2 separate regions of the Gasterosteus aculeatus genome follow, and region 1 is linked to region 2. The links are chromatin contacts, called in public Hi-C maps. All regions are on one chromosome and are shown on one strand. The core of a region is the stretch at or near the end of the contact, and the rest is flanking DNA. Distances in the headings are between cores, read along the strand shown.

Region 1 (2,771 bases), core at 271-2,770, 33 kb after region 2:
AAAGCTCTGTTGCTCGGAGTCGGGGGGGTGGCGGGGTCATCGAGAAGGCCTGACTGGGATTTATGAATCGGGTTTGGATGGAGACAAAAAGTTCCTTCCGTAGTGTTGTGTAACCGTTCGATATATGGATCCTGGAAAGTAGCCCGCGCGAACACACACACACACATTTTGTGTGCAAATTGTACAACACAAAAACTGCATCACACCAATTAAACATCATTACATAACCCCCCTCTGGTGTGTTTCCCAGTAAAGTGAGACGCCGCTGTGCAGTCAGCCCCCGGCTTCATTTTTCTTTAGAAAGGACACAAATGGCTTCATGTAAGGTTTCAAAAATCAGCCTCAGTGCAGAAGCCCCAAGAGGAGAAAAAGGTAGAAACAAAACAATGCCCTTCAAACAAGAATGGGTGCGCGCACACACACACACACACACACACACACACACACACACACACTTATTTTACAACCTGAATATTTGAGCATCGGATAAAAAAAATATATTACTTGAAACTTTTATATACTCAACTGTCTTTTTATAATCAAAATATCATCCAAGCATTTACAGTGTATAACAACAAATAATTCTATGCAACGGCCTTTACAGAAAATGAAGAAATATATCCATTTTTTAAATCTATTTTACAAACCAGGATCGGCAAAAACCGGAGCGCTGGAGGCCAAAGAGCTCGGAGGTTTCAAGTGTTCCCGTGGACCCCGTCGGCCTCCTCGGCCGCGCGGCCCCGGCTGCTCACTGACGCCGTACGGAGCCACGGATTAGGCTCAGAAAGCACGACTACTACATAATAATCCAGTGACTGTAGGGGCCGGCGGTCTTCTGGAGAGTCGTCAGGTCTAACAACATTTAGACGTGATAGAGAGTGTTTGCCGCCGACATTCACGTGACCGTGGAAATGTCTTTTTTTTTTTTTTTTTTACATCTCCGCCACCCACAGAGTCCCTGAAATGCTCCTCGTCTGAGCTGTGTGCTCAGTCTTCGGTGTCCTTGTACAGTCTGTCTTTGATATTTGTGGGCTTTATACTGCGTCTTTTGCATCTTTACAGTGTCCCCCCCCCGCTGTCTTGTCTCGCGGCAACAGTCTACGTGCTCTTGATGCCCTGGAAGCCGCAGAAGTTCCAGCGTTTCTCCAGACTGGCGCCGACGCCGGTCAGCTCCTGTCTGAAGGTGCAAGGCAGCCGGGAGAGAAGAGCCTCCACCTCGCCGGTGTTGATCTGCAGAAATACACAAAGATTAGACAAGAATTAGACGATCCATCTTCATGTTGCCATTTCAACTTGCATGAATGAATGAATGCGAATCAGATCTTTGAAAAGTACCGACAGGTCTACAGAACAACAACAGTGACTTGGCTGCCGAAGCCGTGTCTCATTTAATTAAAAACTGTGACGGAATGGACCACGGTATTTTGGCAGACTTTTGATGAAACTTTGTTTTGATTGCTCACAGGAAGTGTGCCAACAAACGGCTCAGAACAAAATCCCTACGTTGACGGGCTGCAACGGCTTCACACAAAGCAGCAGCATAGAACTCCAACCCGTCACGCCTCGAGCCGTTTCCTGTGCACAGGTTCTGTCGTCCAGACGAGCCAACGGGAGGGATTCCAACTTTAGAAAAGTTTTGCATTTTAAAAGAACATTGTGTAGGATTTAAGGAGATTGATTGGTAAAAATGAAATATAAAACGTAAGAATTGTTTTGTTAGCTTTGAAATGAGACGTTCATATATTCAGAGTCCGTCGGGTTTCTACAGTAGCCCGGAAAGGACAAACCCAACGCTGGATCTACAAAGAGCTTTACGCACTTTTACTTTGCAGGAATTAAAAGCCGTAAAAGCCTTTATCTCACCATCATGTTTTCAGTGGGCTGTAATCTGCAACCCCACCACTGGAGGTCTCTAAATCCTACACGTGCTGCTTTACGCTGACTCATGAAATTTGAGACATGCTGAATCACTAATGGTATTCTTTTGCATGGGATGTTTTTTAATGATGAAATAAAATTGTTCATTAAAATAATCTTTACATCACAATTCTATTGAAATGAATGTACGTTTATTTTAACGTGTGTTTGTAATATGTGTTCACCTTGCACCTCCCCTTCATATTTAAACTAGCACAGGGTCTATTGCCGTAATCAATATGCCCACCAATATTTCTGCCAATTCAACCGATGACTTAACTTTGAACATTGCGCACACGTTTTATTCTTTTACGCACAACACCTCCTCTCCACTCCAAGCCAAGAGGACCGTGGTTCGTGTAAAATGATGGCGCTGCCACCTGACTGAGGGAGATCAGGCTCACAGCGCTCGGGTGGGCCGACGATCATCAGTCACCTGTAATCCTGAGGTGACATTTACCAAAATCCCCTGCAGGAGCTGCCGCTGCCGACCCACGGTGTCGCGCATCAACAACTGGCTTGTCGGAGTCCGATGCCGGTGTCAGGACGCATCAATGTCCACCGCGGAGACGGCGCTGGCGTGACATCACTAGACGACGGAGCCGCGCGTGGGGCCGGCAGATAAGCAGAGCGGATTGGCCTCCTGTGCCGGAGAGTCTCGGTTCGGTGAAACTGACAAAACTCTCAGTGGCGGAGAGTCAACGCGAGAATGACAGACGAGACAATGACGGATCGGAGTGGGCGTACGTTGTCACGCACACACGTGAAGGCACGGATTAAATGACCCAAAAGGCATGAGAGAAGACGGTCCACTCTGTTCTTTGCAAGTGTGAGAATGAGTCAAGGTTGTTGAT
Region 2 (3,004 bases), core at 391-2,890:
GTAAATGGTGGAAATCAGCAAAATAAAACAATGGAATGAGAAATCTAATAAAAAACATGAGCAGGAGACCGCGAGGCAGAGAATAACATGGATCAACCAGCCGAAGCACAGCGCAGAGGGTGAAGCATATGCAATAGTAGGTGAACCCTTCGGCCATCATTACAGCCACAAAAACCCAAATAGAGATCCATTGGGGGAGGATGGCTTTGATAGACTCAAGACAGGGTCCTACCTTTTTAGCCAGCTGTGTCAGAGGTTTAGTCCCCGCTAAATCCGTGAACCAGTTATTGATGGAGCTTTGTGACCTTGCTGTGACGAGCCAGAAATTATCCTTCTGGTTGACCTGTGGCTTACGTTTCCCCGTGTCTGGAAACGTGTTGTAACGCAGCTTCTCTGCGATGATGCTGCTGAAGTTTGAGCTGATCTGCAACGCACGGAGTTGGACATGTATGAGGGCCAGGATGGATCACGCTATACATCGCAGCGAGAAACGAGGACCTGAGCTTATTAAGTGGGCCGGAGGGGGGGTCGTTACCTTTGAGGGGTTGAAGTTGACATTTTTGGCACTGCCATGTTCATCACCAGACACAGCTGGTTGGTTATTGAATCCCTGTTTCACATTCAGAGCAGTCAGCTCATCCTGAAACAAAAACACATTTCTCAGGTTGAATTATGATCAATAAAAAAATATTCATAAACATTCACCAGTGTTCAAATATGAAAAAATAGTAATTAGATAAGCGGTAGTTTGAGGAAAATCTGCATATGTGCTTAATTGCGTTGTGTAAGATATCCATAATCGTGTTACTACGTCATTGTAGGATACCTGCAGCAACAGAGACCCACAGGTAGAGCGGTCCGCTTTCCCGTGTACATCAACAGATTACATCCGTAGGTTAATAATAGATCGGGAGCCAGCAGCACCGCCGCGTTGCCTGGCTAACGTTAGGCCAAACTCCGAGCTCACAAAACTCAGCACAGGTCGCACATCGGGAAACGAACGCGACGCGAAGGTAGAACGCTGGTTGACGTAAACGCGTTGGATCACCACACGTAACTAAACGAACAATTGCCATCTTAAAAGAAAAGGGCGAAACGCGTTACGTCGTTTTCATCACAAAGCGAAACGTACCGGTTGCCCGTTTAGCGTCGGCTCGGACCGGTTAGAACCCGACAGGCGACGGGCTAGCTTAGCCAAGCGATACCTAACGAACCGGTAGCTCTCCGGGCGAGCTGGCGAGGAAGCTAACCAACTGACAACTAGGTACTGTTCATTGTTATTGCTAGGCCCAACTCGTCTAGAGGGCTGGCTACACGGGCTAGCTGCCGTTAGCTCGGGCAGTTTCACGGCTGAAAATTTCCTCCCACAAAACCACATTCGTGGACTTTGAGATTGCACATCGTAGAACCTGACCTCTTTCTGCTTTGGATCTTGGGGATAAACGTCCGGAGGGCCCAGTCGGGGCCTCTTTAACGGCCGGTGTTCGTAACTTAGGATCCCGAAAGCAGCCATCATCCAGAGGCATCACAGCCAGGGCTTTCCTCCTCCCCAACAGCCCGAGCGGAGCTACAACAACGACACTCGCTTCCGGCACGGCTTCGTACCCAAACTTCAAAATAAAAGTCACGGAGAACACACAGTGCATCTGAATGAAACCTTTCTTCTTGAATTTTTGTAAATGTATATAGAATTCTTATTCATACACTATAACAATGGAGTACACAATCAACACGTGTTTTTTTGGTAATACGAGTGTGCCAATTTGACTTGATGATGAAGAGAGGGAACACGTTGGGCCAACAGGATTTTGTGAATTTTTTTTCAGAATAATTGCATTTTAATCTACCAGCCTATATAGCCTGCATTGGGTCAAGAATATCACACCTTTGTCTTTGGGTTGATGGGTTTCATCATGTAGAGTAATAGCTGTAAAGTGCACTGAATGTCTGCATATTTGTTCACAAAACACAATTGCATTAAAAAAACAGGCCTTTAGATGGGTCCTGCTAGATAAGACCCCCTTTCTGTCCTGACAGGTATGCGTCAACATTCAGTTTTAGGACTTCAGCATTTCAGTCTGATTCAGTTTCCTAAGCAGAGCATAATTACCACACGTTAAGAGGTGTTACAGCAGCCTGGGGCCCAGCAGCTTATTAGTTTCCATGTAGACAAAGAAACATATTGGTATACCTCTACTTTAGGACACTTTAGGACAAACGGGGAGCAAAAGACAGTCAACAGCCGAGCAAATAGAAAGCATACAGAAACACCCTGGAGATACTTACGTTCTCAAACGTACTAAACAGATACCTGCAAGCTGAGTATATAAGATTGTCATGTGGTGTGATATGTAGTATCAAGGAGCTGAATCCTCTTACAAGATGTTGTCAGGATGTTTTGTTAGCAGCTGAGGGTCAGGGTATGTAGTGACGGAGTCCGGTTGTTTATCCATCTCACACATGCAGAAACATCTTTGTGCTGTCCAAGTTTTGTCATAAATAAATATCCCCTTTGACTCCTGTGCCGCTTCACCAATTCCAGTTCCTGCAGAATTTATGTTTTTTGCTAACAGCTGACCAATAGAACAGGTATGTGTGCACCAATAGAAGTGCGCTGAGCCAGAAAACACATTATAATACTGTATTACACATGTGTATATCCTTTCACAGACCTTGGGCAGACTCTAACCTCTACAATTAGTAGTTCACATTTCACACTTAAAATAAGGAAGATAACCGCACATCAGCATAAATAAAATATATTGTTTATTGAGAATCAAGAACCATATGAAGAAATATCAAATATTTACAAAAAGATTACAATCTCACGTGCATAAAGGCAAAGGAAAAAATATTGCACTCTTTTTTTTTTTTAACACAAGCTTGATTGTCTTGATACTCTAGTATTTGGATTTAGAGGAAACTTCTACTCATTCCAAAACAAAAAACGGACATGGGTAAAACAGCCCGCTTACATGGCTAACTCCATTATAGGACCTGAAAG

What was found. Hi-C and Micro-C count contacts between places; a contact is called where the count stands out from the background.
Region 1: a Hi-C map of tail fin shows a contact between it and region 2, with 2.3 times the contacts expected there. The contact joins the enhancer-like site here to the promoter of med12 in region 2. A contact is called at or near these places in 2 of 6 Hi-C or Micro-C datasets (skeletal muscle and tail fin).

The regions. Positions count from the first base shown.
Region 1 is chr4:7,556,066-7,558,836 of fGasAcu3.hap1.1, forward strand. It overlaps enox2 (ecto-NOX disulfide-thiol exchanger 2), which reads right to left. Exons shown (of 16, transcript XM_078100718.1): 16 at 512-1,230. The coding sequence ends at 1,099. Among protein-coding and RNA genes, the nearest start is that of LOC120817863, 11 kb to the left of the region's middle. Within about 2 kb of position 1,521, at least 1 of the 9 cell types and tissues checked has open chromatin away from gene starts, as enhancers often do.
Region 2 is chr4:7,522,726-7,525,729 of fGasAcu3.hap1.1, forward strand. It overlaps med12 (mediator complex subunit 12), which reads right to left and starts at 1,641. Exons shown (of 43, transcript XM_078100714.1): 1 at 1,415-1,641; 2 at 536-640; 3 at 233-424. The coding sequence starts at 1,516. It overlaps LOC120817863 (ATP-binding cassette sub-family C member 5), which reads right to left. Exons shown (of 28, transcript XM_078100717.1): 28 at 2,750-3,004.